2 separate regions of the Pan troglodytes genome follow, and region 2 is linked to region 1. Evidence: chromatin contacts called from public Hi-C data. All regions are on one chromosome and are shown on one strand. Each heading gives the region's core, a stretch centred on a gene start, on an enhancer-like site or on the middle of the called end of the contact. The rest is flanking DNA. Distances are from core to core; before and after follow the strand shown.

The links. A called contact is a pair of places that touch in the nucleus more often than the background predicts.
Region 2: a Hi-C map of induced pluripotent stem cells shows a contact between it and region 1, with 2.7 times the contacts expected there. The contact joins two enhancer-like sites. A contact is called at or near these places in 2 of 7 Hi-C or Micro-C datasets (induced pluripotent stem cells and stem cell-derived neural progenitor cells).

What each region holds. Positions count from the first base shown.
Region 1 is chr21:60,042,656-60,049,940 of NHGRI_mPanTro3-v2.0_pri, forward strand. No RefSeq gene overlaps it. Among named protein-coding and RNA genes, the nearest start is that of ZNF217, 140 kb to the left of the region's middle. Within about 2 kb of position 4,921, at least 6 of the 24 cell types and tissues checked have an H3K27ac peak or open chromatin away from gene starts, as enhancers often do. A contact at or near this core is called in induced pluripotent stem cells, where this site is marked.
Region 2 is chr21:60,218,431-60,225,802 of NHGRI_mPanTro3-v2.0_pri, forward strand. No RefSeq gene overlaps it. Among named protein-coding and RNA genes, the nearest start is that of BCAS1, 140 kb to the right of the region's middle. Within about 2 kb of position 6,016, at least 2 of the 24 cell types and tissues checked have an H3K27ac peak or open chromatin away from gene starts, as enhancers often do. A contact at or near this core is called in induced pluripotent stem cells, where this site is marked.

The sequences.
Region 1 (7,285 bases), core at 3,671-6,170:
ACCTCGGCCTCCCAAAGTGCTGGGATTACAGGAGTGAGCCACTGCGCCCGGCCCAAATTCTACTACTCTTATAGCCAAATATTTATTAGCAAAGCAGGCACAAAACAGTTCATACAACCTGTTCTGAAAGGTTGTTGACAAAGTCCCAGCATTTTGTTCTTTTTTTCCTTTATTATTATCTTTATTTTTAAATTTAATTTAGTTTTTGGCTGGAATCAAATGACTGGTATATTATTATTTTCAATTGACACATAATAGTGATACATATTCATGGGGTACAGCGTGACATTTCGCTACATGTATACAATGTGTAACAATCAAATCGGGATAATCAGCATAGCCATCACCTCTAACATTCATCATTTCCTCGTGTTGTGAACATTCAAAATCCACTCTTGTAGCTATTTGAAAATATAAAATAAATTGTTGTTAATGATAGTCATCCTATGTACCCTATACAGCCTAGCACTCCGTTCTTATAGGTGCTCTGGTCACAACCTGCAGGAAGGGTGTATTCAAAGCAGGCATAACAACATTCCAAAAGCTGGGCCCTGTGCTCTCTGGCCTGTATGAGGCAATCAGAAATTCTCTTAAACCAGTGACTGGAACAGAATCAGTTAGTGAATGAGGCAGGGAAGGGTATAGGTGAAGGGTAAAGGGTTGCATCCTGTATCACATTCTTGTCAATCTACTTGTCTTGAGTACCTTAATTCCACCAATGAAAATCCATTTGTAATATCGTCATGCAAATTAACAAGTCACTAGTTTCACCAATAGAAACCCTATTCCTGAACTGCAGGAAGCACTCGCAATACCTGTGGCCGGAGTGTGGACCTTTCTAACGTTGTGCTTGCGAACCATCCTGAACAACATATTCTTCATTGCTGATTAGCTGACCCCTCTTATTATACAGCCGAGCTTAGACTCACTGTATGGATAGTTTAGCTCGCTGATTAATTACACTGAAGTATGTTCAAGTAAAGTACAGATTTGGTAACCAACTATGTCTACCACAGGGCTTGTGGCAAGAATAGGGATGACGTAGTTAAAATCCTGGCAGACAGTGGGCACTTATTTAAAAAAAAGGAGAGGAATAAAGAGTGCTATGACTGCTGTTCAGAGAACTTGTCAGAAATAAAGTAATACCAGTCTGCGTGTGTGTGTGCGCATGTGTGTCTGTGTGCGTGCATCTGTGTGTGTGAGTGTGTGTGTGTGTGTGTGTGCTCTCAGCCATATGGCTTCCTGTGCTTTCTGTGCTTTTCTGATTTTACAAGGTAGAGGTACAGACAAGAAAAAGGAGGCACTGATTGGATAAGAGCTGGGTTCAAATCTAGTTTGTTGCTCACTAGCTGTGTAAGTTTGTCAGTTGCTAGGTAAGTTGTTAAAACTTTACAAGCAGTGGTGTAGCACAGCTCAAAGTAGAAAATAGTGCTGTTGGTTTTCCCCTCTGCAGTTGTCAAGAAGGGGCCTCATATGCAACATGGGGATAATGATGGTGATGATTAAGTAAGAAGGCATGTGAGACACAGTCTACTGCCTGCACACAGCAAGCTCTTGGTAAATGTTGTCTGCCATTATCCTCATCCTGATTTCGCAGATCAAGGCTTACAGAGCTTAAGTGATGCTCTCAAAGACAGAGGCAGAGCCTGGGAAAATAACAGCTACACAACAGTGCCACCCACACCAAAATAATATATTCCAGGGGTATGGTGAATCTTTTACCTAAGGCTTTTCTAGAAATTAAGGACATCTATCAGTGATTTGAGTCTTACATTTAAATGACAACGTTGAAAAAGTATTTAAACAGGGTCTTTGGCCAGTGTAGGCTGCATTAGATTAAAAAAAAAAAAAACAGTTATCCAAGTTCTTGCTTTTCTGTGTCCAGAAAGTTCTGAGATTAGGGGTCTTTATCAACTGTAGGGGGCACTTATCCTTGGTCTCCCATCTGAACCTGCTTGTTAAACTTGGGGAGTTTCTCCCCTGTTATTCTTGGTAGGAAGCAGTATTGGTTTTTCACCACAGAAACTGAAAATGTCAAAAATTGATTTCCAGTCCTCCTGAGGGATTTAGGGTCACCCAAATCCTGTATGATATCATCTTACTCAATTACATCTGCAAAAATCCTATGTCCAAGAAGGTACCATTCTGAGGTTCTGGGCAGACATGAATTTTGGGAGTAGCAGGGAGACTCTCTTCGGCTCTCTACGTCTACTAATAATCTTTATTTATTTTTATTTTTTTGAGATAGAGTCTTGCGCTGTCACCCAGGCTGGAGTACAGTGGTGCGATCTCAGCTCACTATAGCCTCCACCTCCCGGGTTCAAACAATTCTCCTGCCTCAGCCTCTCGAGTAGCTGGGATTATAGGCAGCCGTCACCACACCTGGCTAATTTTTATATTTTTAGTAGAGACGGGGTTTCGCCATGTTTAATGTGAGAAATATTTCATGCCTGTAATCCCAGCACGGCCTGTATTTCTCACATTTAATGCGACCTTTGTATGTTTCTTTCTTTTTTTTTTTTCTTTGAGAGGGAGTCTTGCTCTTGTCACCCAGGCTCGAGTGCAATGGCACGATCTCAGCTCACTGCAACCTCTGCCTCCTGGATTCAAGCGATTCTCCTGCCTCAGCCTCCCAAGTAGCTGGGATTATAGGCACCCACCACCACACCCAGCTAATTTTTGCATTTTTAATAGAGATGGGGCTTCACCATGTTGGCCAGGCTGGTCTCGAACTCCTGATCTTGTGATCTGCCCGCCTTGGCCTCCCAAAGTGCTGGGCTTACAGGCGTGAGCCAGTGCGCCTGGCCAGATCTTTGTATGTTTCTTTGTGGATATATTGATGTATCAGATGGCACAGGGAGTGCTGCCCCCACCCCGCTGGAGGTGCAATGTAATATCAGATATAGGCACCGCATCACATTTCTAAAATACAAAAAGTGTAGAATTCCAAAGTGTATTGGGCTATAAGGGTTTGGATAATAAATTTGGATGTATATTTTACGTCATTTTAAAGCTGAGGAATAGAGACACTAAATACCAGCGCCGGTGAGTGTCAGTGCCTGGACTGGAATCCAGGGATCGGAGTTCTGAGTTGAGTCTCTAACCACTAGGCTCTCTTAAGAGAGGTAGACTGATGCTTATTAACTGCATGAACGAAAGAGTAAAGGAGGCTGACTGGGCCTTGTTCCAATTCCTGGGCTGTTTTGCCTGCTGCTAGGGAGATTCCTATCTTTCTCTGGCAGAACATCTTTCTAAGCCCCGTGCTGCAGCTGTAAGTGTGCGTGCGAAACATGCACGGACACACACCACACACACACAGACTCACACCTTGGAGAGGAGCTGCATGCTGTTATATTTCCTGGAGCTTTGTGGCTGCCTATTGTTTCAGCGATCTCATCTTTATGAATGAGGCGACAGAACCCACTAGTAACCAGGCGAGGAAGTGAAAACAGATGCTTTTCCAGCCAGGCAGGGCTGTGCTGAGCAGTTTGTCACTGGTTAAACCTCTGTCTCCATCAAGACACACTCCCTGTAAAAAATGATTACCGTTCTCTCTCTCTGACTTTAGGAACTGCTCCGGTCCTGAAAACTCAAAGTCACAGCTAACAGGAAAAGGATAATTTGTCTGTTGGGTACTTAGACCAGAATAAGGCAATGGGGTACAGTGATGCTATTTCTGAAAGTGTGAAGGCCTAATTTCCTCCAGCCAAGAGAGGAAGTGAGCCTGCTTTGCGTGCTTGAAAGCTTCCTTGAGAGGAGGTGAGGTTGCCTCTAGAAGGCAGTGGAAAATCAACGTGGTTTTAAGTGAGCAAAAGTCTTCAAAAAAGCCTCAGGAAAAAGATAGGCTATAGGTTTGGCCAAGGACAGACCATCAAGCAATATTGTTGATTGAAACACAGTTGTAGAAAGGTGAATACTGTATGATTTCCTCTACGTTTAAAAAAAGGACATGTATTTGCACGTGTGTGTATGTTTAGATGTGTAAAAATATTTTAAAAAGGACGAGAAGAATACTCTCTTACCATTAACACAGGAAGTAAATAAAAAATGGGGTGGGGGTGGGGAAAGCCATGTCAGAGGGAGAGAAGGGTGAGGTTCTATTTTCAGTCATATATACTACAGTGTTTTTCCTTTACTTCTGTAATCTAAAATAAAAATAAATAAAGTCAACTGGCAAAAGCAAACACCCAAGCAAACAACTACATAATAAACAGAAAGCCCTTTAATTTCTAAGAATCAGGAGGCTTCAGAACATGAAAGAACTTCCTGGTTCGAGGCATTCCTCGTGAAATCATGTTTGGAAGCCAATCTGGAATTCTACCCCGCCCGGAACGAGGTAGACTCCATAAAGCAGTATTGAAATTTCCCTGTTGAACAAAAAATAAATGTTTGATGCTTTCTCTCGACCTCTGTTTAAAGTTATTAACTCTTCTTTTATTTAACTTTTATTAAAGTTATTAGCTCTTCTTTCAGCTTACTGCTGTGGTGGTGTGTGTGTGTGTGTGTGTGTATGTGTGTGTGTGTATTTAAAGCATAGGAAACATCCAAATGACTAATGTTGTTTACATTCTATTCTTTAAAATACACATCATACTAGATGAAGGCATAAAACAATATCTTTAAATATTAAAGAAAAACAATCCTGTTTAAAAACCAGCCTCTTCCAGAGCCTAAGAGAGATGCACTAGGCCCTTGAGGATGCTTGAGACTGTGTGCAAAAAAATTGGGGTCTTTGGTTAATCTATTGTAAAACAATCAGGTTGCATCCTGGCTTTTAGATTGTTTTAAGTGAAGTTTCACTACTTGCTTGTTACTTTTGTTTAACTTATTCCTTATAAATTGGGTTAAGTAGAAAATAGGAAGAGAAAGAGGAGCCCAAGGAAGGTGGTGATGGTAGGTAAAGCTGGGAACAGGCGCCCCCCTTCTGCCTCATCTCCACTTGCAGGGACACCAGTAATTCAACAAATGGTGGCTGCCGGCAACACCTCCGGTTGAGAAGCTTTCCTGGTTATGAACCTGAAACAGGCTTTTCTTAGGAGAAGAGCGTACTTAATTACTGGAATCTCAATCACATGTGCTGAAAGAATAAATGACCAGCATGGGCAGATTTTGATTAAGACTTGTCAAGGGGGAAATGATTTTCTTAAGTTTGGGATTTTTAACTTTATAAGATAGTCTTCTTGTTGGCAAAATTCGTCAGTGTCCCTGGGGCTTTCAGGCTACAGGATTGTGTTAGAAACAGTCTGTGTGCCATCACCTTTTAGAATATGTCCATATTAAATGAGGCTCAAACAAAAAACATTTTGTTTCTATATATCAAATAAAATAAAGAAAAGGTCCTTTGAAAGCTTGATCGAAACGTTAGGTTTTGTTACTGTCCTTTTCAAAGCACTATGATCATATTATTTCTTATTCGATTCTCTTAGCAACCTGGGAGGTTGTCAGAGTAAACAATCTTCGTGTTATAGACGCGGGAGAAAATGCATAAAAGGCTAACTCATGCATGTAAACAATTGGTCAGAGAGTTTAGGATTCCTAGTCTGTTTTACTCAACCTTTCAGTGAAGGCAAGTATAGTTCCTAGCAGGTTGTATTCAAGCATCTCCTCCAGGATTCATCTTGTACTAAAAGTTATGGAAAAAATCTCGATAAGCTCAATAAAATATCCAGAGAGGAGGCTTACTTAAGCACAATTCACCCCAAATCCTTACTTAAGACTTTTGGGAAGGGATTCATTTTGCCTTTGTCATCAGGTACGTGCCAGAAGCATTTGTAAGTCTTGCCAGGAACTTGACTATTTTTGCTTTGTTTATTACCTGAGCAGGTTGTGCAGCTGTTGGTCTTAGAGAACCGTACTAGATCCCTGCGAGTGGGTGGCAATGTGATTCTGCAGACACAGATAATAATTCTAGACAATCGTAGGCTCCGTTTATTCCAGGGGTGTGCCCTTCATTTACAGAAAGAAACCTGAATCAGAGAATGGAAAACAACTATGACACAGCACAGCAGGAAACAAAAGAATGGGATTGGTTCTTATTCCCCCCGCCCCCCCGCCCCACCCTGCTTAACTTTTAGGCTACATTGTCTTAAATATGGACTTTGATCTAAATGTTGAGTCCCTTTTCATTACAACAGTAATTCAAAAGGCAGAATCTAGATATGCCTTTTGATGATCTGTTGGTCTTTGCTTAAGGAAAAACAAATAAAAGTAACCTGGGCCAAATGCAAAACATGCAAATTAGGAATTCTGTTTCTCTGTGTGTGTGTGTGTGTGTGCGTGTGTGTGTCTGTGTGTGTGTGTCTGTGTGTAGCAAATAATGGGTTTCTAGCATGTGCAAAAGTGATGTAAAAATAACAATAATAATAATAATCACAGCTCACATATATGTCAGGCACTATTTTAGGTGCTTTACATTGCTTTACAAGTATTAATTCATTTAGTGCTCACATCAGCCCTATGAGGTAGATGCTGTTATTATCCTCACCTTATAGTTGGGAAAACTGAGGCATAGAGGGGTGAAGAAACTTATTGAAGTCTGGTAAGGAAGAAAAACTCAGTCGCCATCCTTGCCTTGGTGATACATGCAAACATACCTTTAGGCATGGATTCATTCCATTTTAAGCTGGCTTCCACCAACACAAACCCATTTGAGAACTCTGTGCTAATTAGAAAAAGAGGATCTCCCTCTGCAGCCCAGGGCAGGAGCTGCCTTTTTGGGTTGATGGCGTTGAAGGGGATCTTCAAGAGCTCTGCGTGGCAAGCGGAGGCAGGGCTAAAATGCAATGGACTCCTTTCTGTTGGCTGGGAGCCCTGGTGTGGGGCCATACTTCCTGTTTGTGGTGATGCTGTGGCTCCCACACACACTAGTTGTGAGACTTTGGGGAGGATCCTCAATGTCTTTGAGTCTCTGTATCTCCATCTAAAAAACTGGCATGATGCTGCTGAACTCACACAAAGGCTTGTGATGAGGATTAAAGGTTGAATTGTATATGAAGTACTTGGTACACAGGAAGCACCAAGAAGGCAAAATTAAGCATGTGATAGAACCAGGCCAGAGTTTTTGGACTGGGTCATAAACTCCTTCATGGGAGTTTATGGGGGGGCAGAGTAGCCATTGGAGACTCATTAAGAAATACCATGGACTACATATCCCAGAAAAGGCACCAGGGTTTTTTTTAGCAATGGATTATGTCTTCACTCAGTTTTTAGCATGGAAAGATGCTGGTGCTTGAATAAACTGTACCATTAAGCTATGTCCTTAATAAACTATCTTTCTCTAATTATG
Region 2 (7,372 bases), core at 4,766-7,265, 180 kb after region 1:
GCCTGGCTAGTTTTGTTTTTTGTTTTTTGTTTTTTTTTTGAGACGGAGTCTCCCTCTTTCGCCCAGGCCAGACTGCAGTGGCGCGATCTCGGCTCACTGCAAGCTCCGCCTCCTGGGTTCACGCCATTCTCCTGCCTCAGCCTCCGGAGCAGCTGGGACTGCAGGCGCCCGCTACCACGCCAGGCTAATTTTTTGTATTTCTAGTAGAGACGGGGTTTCACCGTGTTAGCCAGGATGGACTCGATCTCCTGACCTCGTGATCTGCCCGCCTCGGCCTCCCAAAGTGCTGGGATTACAGGCGTGAGCCACCGCGCTCTGCCTAGTTTTGTATTTTTAATAGAGACGGGGTTTCTCCATGTTGGTCAGGCTGGTCTCGAACTCCCAACCTCAGGTTATCCTCCCGCCTCAGCCTTTCAAAGTAGTGGGATTACAGGCGTGAGCCACCGCACCTGACCTTTTTTTGTATCTTTAGTAGAGGTGGGGTTTTGCCATGTTGCCCAGGCTGGTTTCAAACTCCTGAGCTCAAGCAATCTGCCTGGCTTGGTCTCCCAAAGTATGGGATTACAGGCATGAGCTGCCCGTGCCCGGCCTTTGTTTTTCCTATTTATTATCTGACTTTCCCCGCTAGACTGTAAGATCCAGGAGAGCAAGAACTTTGTCAGCCTCGCTCTCTGTGCATCTTCAGTTTCTAGAACAGTACCTAACATGCAGTAGGTGCTCTCATTAAATCTTGTTGAATGGACACAGGTGTATTGATTTTCTATCATTATGTAGCAAATCACTGCAGAGTTAGTCACTTAAAACAATACCCATTTACTGTCTAACAGTTTGAGACTCTGGGTATAAGTTAGATGGGTCCTTCGCTTTGAGTCTCACTCGGCTGAAATCAACATGTTGGTCAGGGTTGTAATCTCATTTGAGGCCTGAGTCCTCTTCTGAGCCCACTAGTTTTTGACAGAATTCAGTTCCTGGGCAGTTGTAGGACTGAGGGACTCAGCTCCTGGAGCTCCTAGTTGGCCTCTGTGTTGTTCTCTCCACAGCATGGCAGTTTGTATTGTGTCCCATACAAAGCCATGGGACATCTGCTGCTGCTTCCCTAGTTCCTTTTAAGGGATCACCTGATTAAACCAGGCCTACCCAGGATAAACTTCCTCTTGATCAAATCAAAGTCAACTGACTGGGGACCTTAGATACAACATTCTTTTACCTTTGTCATGTAACTTAATCATAGTAGTGAAAGCTCATCAATTCAAAGGTCCAGCCAATGTTCCAGGTAAGGGGATTATGGATGCCAGGTACACCAGGTCAAGGAGGGGACAATCTTGGGGACCACTTTAGAATTCTGCCTAGCACAATGTGAAGCTTTATATCCCTTAGAATACCTTATAGGATTGGTGGTCCTCTGGGAAATGCTTTGAGAAAGGTGCTTTCTCTTCCCCAATTCATCAACCTCATTTCTTAAACTAGAGAGCATATCTGCAGACAGCTCTGGGGGCTGAGCAGGTAAGAAGAGTTCTGTGGGGATCATGTAAAAGTGAGACTAAGCCCCAGCAAAGGGGGAGGGTCATTTGGTGTCCTATATTTTGTCTGTGATCCCCCAACTTCCAATATTTCAAGAGAACATGGAAATCTGAATCTGCGTATGCATTTTTCTGGTGTTTAAATCTTGGAAACAAATTCAAGTTTTAGCAGAATGCGTTGCCCTTCCCCGAAGAAACATGACTGTAGGCTGTACTGGGGAGGTTGCGTTGAAAATTGTTGCTGAAATGATCACTGTCTTTTGAAGGCTACTGCACCCATATCTTTGACTGGAGACTCTTCTCTGAGGTGTCATTTACATTTCTACTTGCTTGCATGGTGGAAATGTTTCTTGAGCTCAGAACAGAAAGTCCACTAACAGTTTCATCATATTTTTACTCCCTCCTCATAGTCACACGTCCTTCCTGGTGGGGTTAAGGGTTTTCACATACACCTGTTCAACCAACCTCAGCCCTCAGTGATGTTTATGACTTGTTCTGTCTCTGTCACTTTCCTAACATCCAACTATCATGGGGTGAAAAAAATCGCTCTTAGAAAAGCTGCTTGAAGCCCTCTCTCTCCTGGCAGGAGGGCAGGAGGATGCATTTATGGAGAAAGTTTGCTTTTTCCTTGGAAAATCATGCTAATAGAACTTGAATTACAGAATTTAAAGCCTGTCAGGGAGGAAAGTGACAAATTAACCTACTTGGAGGAGAAATGGAAAAGCAGGTCTTATGAATGATCAGATTCTGTCACTTCCCTGCCCAAAATGCTCTAGCATCTTCCTATCAAGTTCAGGCTAAAATCCAGGTCTTACCATCATGGTTACAAGGTCTTTCTGGTTTCTGACAGCCTGTCCAACATTATCCAAGGGCACACGAGCTCTTTTCAATGTGTCAAATGTGCATTCACCTTAGGGCTTGTGCAGTACCTCTTCCTTTTGTCTGGAATACTGTTCTTCCTCATATTTGCATGATTCACTCCCCAGTCTGTGAAACTCTGTGGTCAAATGTCATCTTAAAAGAGCCTTTCCCTGATCAACCCAACTAAATTCACATGCCCTTTTCTCTGTATTACTCCACTTTTTCATTTACTAATAGCATATTCCAGTTTTTGACATCTTATCACTAGTTGTTTGTTTATTGCCTGTTTCCTGTACCAAAATATAAGCTCCTTGAAGGGAAGAACTTTGTTTTGTTCACTTCTTTATTCTAAGAAATTAGAACAGTGCCTTATCCACAGCATAGATTCTTAGTAAATATTTATTCAATGAATGAACAAATGCAAGGATGGATGAACAAATGAATGGTAGGTCTGTTAATCTATCAATAAGAGGTGTTGCATCTCTGCAAAGAGATGTTTTGTTGTACATTTATTTTCTTTTCATAACTGTCTTCTCTTTATTATCTCCTTGTTTCTAATTTTTCTAGGTTTGATTGCTTTTATTTTTCTAATTTTCTAAAGTGTGTGCTTAGGTCATTGATTTTCTTCCTCTCTTGTTAGCTAATATGTGTATTTAAAGATAAACATTTCCCTATAAGCACAGCTTTAGCTGAATCCTACATTTTGATATGTCAAATAAATATTTTCTAATTTCTACTGTGATTTCTCTTAAATCATGAGCTATTTGGATTGCTTTGCTTCATTTTCAATTATTTAGACATTTTCTTATCCTTAGTTATTGGTTTCTAGCTAATTCCACTGTAGTCAGAGAACATATTGTGTGTTTTTAGCATTTGAAGTTTGTTGAGACCTACTCCATAGTCCAGCATGTGACAACTTTTGTTAAATGTTCCGTGTGCACTTAGAAAAAGAAGAGGTAGTGTGCAGTTATTGGTTGGTTTGTTCTACAAATGTCAGTTAGGCTGAGTGTGTAAATAGTGCTGGTCAAAATTTCTCCATTCTTACTGACTTAAATTATCTTTTTGTTTATCAGTTGCTGATAGAAATAGGTTAAAGCCTACTTCTATAATTGTGGATTTATTTCTCCTTTTAGATCTGGCAGTTTCTGCTTTATGTATATTGAAACTATTCTAGCAGGTACTGTAGATTTAGAATTGCTTTTTCTTGTAGGATTGACCCTTTTTGTTATTATAAGATAATCCTCTTTACCTTTTATATTGTTTCTTTTCTTAAAGTGTATTTCATCTGATACTAGAATAGCTACACTAGCTTTCTTTTGATTAGTATGTTCATGAAATATCTGTTTCTATCTTTATTTTCATCTTTTCTGTGTGCTTATATTAGGTCTTATCTCTTGTAAGAAGATTATATTTGTTTTTTTTTTTAATTTAGCATAAAATCTGTCTTTTAGTTGGAGTATTTAGTCTATTTACACTTAAAGTAATTATTAGTATAGTACTATCACAATATTAATATATTACTATTTTAATTAGTTTCAACTTTTACGAGTTTCCCCTTTTCTCCTTTCTGACCTTTTAAATTAATGAGGTCTTTTTTCAATCATTGTGCTTCTCCTATTAGCTTGTTTTTTCTATATTTTTTATTACCTTATAGATTACAATGATAATTCCTGACTTATCAGAGTCTAATAAAATTAGTACATTTGCTAGCTCTCAGGCAATAAAAGAATTTGGAACATGTTTAGTACCGTTTTTTTCTTGACTACCTTTTGTGTTATTGCTACCATGTATTTGAACTCTACATATATTTTATTTTATTTTATGTTTTCTTTCTTTTTGAGATGGAGGCTTGCTCTGTCGCCCAGGCTGGAGTGCAGTGGCACAATCTTGGCTTGCTGCAACCTCTGCCTCCCGGGTTCAAGTGATTCTCCTGCCTCAGCCTCCCGAGCAGCTGGGATTACAGGCATGCACCACCATGCCTGCCTAATTTTTGTATTTTTAGTAGAAATGGGGTTTCACCATGTTGGCCAGGCTGGTCTCAAACTCCTGACCTGAAGTGATCCACCCACTTTGGCCTCCCAAAGTGCTGGAATTACAGGTGTGAGCCACCACACTTGGCCTTCTATATATTTTTTAAATCCCAGAAGACATTATTATGATCTTTTAATAGAGTTGGTATTCGTTTAGATTTACCGACACATTTATCCTTCTGTTGCTTTTAATTCTTTCCTATGTTTTTATTCTTCCGTCTGAGATCATTTTATTTTTTTCTTAAAGGGTATCTTTTAGTAGTTCTTTTAGTAAGGACCTGCTGGTAATATAGAATTTAGTTTTTGTTTATCTGAAAACATAGCAATCTTCAGTTTTGATAGCTATTTCTTACTGGGTGTAGAACTATAGGTTGGCAGGGTTTTTTTTCAACCCCTTTTGTTTTTCTTTCTTCTTTTCTTTCTTTTTCTTTTCCATCTTATCTTTTTTTTTTTTTTTTTAAGGAGTTTGTCCTCAGACTTTGATTAGTTCTGCTGAATCAGCTGTCAGTCTTATTGTTGCTTTCAATTGAAGTGGAGCACTGCATCTCTCTTTTAGGATGCCTTCAAGGTATTTGTCTAGCTTTTATGTTTGTACTCAGTAGGTAAGATGGTCTGCAACTATGTAGCCATTTTTCCCAAGAGAAATTTCACATATTAAATGGCTTTGGTTTTCCACAGATGATGTTAGAGATAGCAAGCGGAGGTAGAGGGAATGAAGGGGGATCAAATCAAGAGAGGTTAAGATAGAGGAAGTAGCTTTACCTAAGGTGAGCAGACCTTAGACAATTGGCAGAACACTGGGCCAAAGGAAAGATATAGGGGGCAGGATGGCATTTTCTGAAGATAAATGACCCCAGAAATTCAGACACGGTGATATCCAATATTCACTTTATATCTGTCTTTATTGTGTTGTATTTCCCTTAAGTAAGTGAGGTTCAGAGAGGATAATCAGCTTGTCCAACATCAAACAGCCGGTCAGAGTGACAGGCTGACATTCAAACTCATGCCAGTAGACTCTAGATCCCACACCTTTCACTGCTGAACTATATTAAAGATCAGAGGCTTTTAAAGTTTTCTTATTACAAATCATAATAAGAAATACATTTTGAGTCTATACACATACATTAGTAATCAAAACAAACCTTCCACTAATGGATGTTAACCATATTACCCGTGATGCACCATGAGCTTTCTATTGTATTCTATTCTATTCCATTCTGTTCCATTCCATTTCATTTGCTGGATCAACATAAGTGGGTTGGGCCCTGGCTTCAAATAAAAACCACTGCTAAAGACAGGAACTTACCTTAAAGGTTAAAAAAAGTACATAACTCCGATTAGCCAAGAAAAACTCAGAAAGTGAGAAGGAAGGGCAAAAAAAAAAAAAAAAAAAAAAAAAAAAGTCACTTCTTTTTGTCTTTCAGGAATTTTAATAATAAAACAGCTTTGGATCACCTATTTTAGGTTCTTCTAGTAGACAGCCCCCAGTAGATTCCTTAACTTTTCAAATGGCATTGAAAAAGCGAGGAAGTTATTTCACCTCTTTGGGAGGCTGTCTCAGTCCTCTCTATCCATTGGAGGGCAGGGCAGCCACTCAATAAGTGTCTGTTGCATGAGTCAAGTAAAGGATCAGACCGGGGTGTCTCAGAGCCTTCCCTGCTCTTCTGTTCTCTGTTAAGCCACTGAATGAAGAAGGCTGCCACATTTTCCTCTGGGTCAATATCAACAGCAAAACAATATCCCAGAACGGTCATTTCTGGGACAATAAATAGTTTTCCAGAGCTGCTATCTTAGGCCTCTCTGCCACTAAGGGATTAAAGAGAAATGCACACCCCTCCAGAATTTCCTGTCCTGTCTTGCGGTTGACTTAAAACATTTTCAACTCCCGCCTCCCCCTTTCTCACCATCTCTCTTCATGGTTAAAGAGGTTATAAATTTGCAAAGGAAATGATTAAGCAAATCCAGAAAACTTGGCCATGGGACCTGATTTTTTAAGGCCTTAGTTTTTGAAAGCTGAAGAAATCTGTCCACTGAAGGATTTGCACATGAGTTTTTTAGTCTTAGGGCTGGGGCATAATTTCCTGTTTTTGTATTCTCAAAACTGTTAAGCTACTTGTGAACAACTGGCCAGCAAAGATAGGGAGGGGGCAGGGGATGCAGAGAGAGGGTTGTGAGCCCAGAGGGGAGGAGAAAGGCTGTTTCTCCTCAGTTCTCACAGAACCTCTATGAAAATAGAAAGATTTATTTATTTATTTACTTTAAAGACTGTGAAGTAGAGACAAGGGGTAGATTCTAGACATTGAAGTTGGAGGTGTGAGTGGTAAAGAGGAGAAGAAACATGTTTTAGCAGGAACTTGAATAAGCTGATTGAAACTCAAAGAACAGTCTGTTTCCATAAGCATGAACATTTCTTGGACACTCATTTTGTGCTTTGCATGGAATACATCATGAAATCCCCACAGCAGCTCAGTGAGGTGGATTCTGCTAGTGTCTCCACTTTATGGATGTGAAAGTGAAGCTGGAAGAAGTTAAGGAAACTGCTCAAAGCCACGTGGCTAGCAAGTAGCACGACTGGGATTGCAACCAAGGCCGTTTGGACCCAGAGCCTGTGTTCATAGCTACTGCTCTCTTCTGAAGATAAAGGAGGAGACAAGGATGTCAGCATGACCATAGCATACATGTTCATTTATTTAGAGCCAGGGAAGGGGGTGGGACACTAATCAAGGTTGCCCCTTCCCTTCCCTTCCCTTCCCTCCCTTCTCCTCCTCTCCCCTCCCCTCCCCTTCCCTTCCCTTTTTTCTCCTCTTAAAGCCACCAACTGTGCTAGTATTTGTATGTTTACTCTCAGATCATTTTTCCAAGCTTCTCTTCAAACTGCATTTCCCAGGTTCCATTACCAACTGGCTTCTGGTTAAGTTCAGCCAGTGGGCGGCACTGACACATATTTTTCCTGCCTCCTCC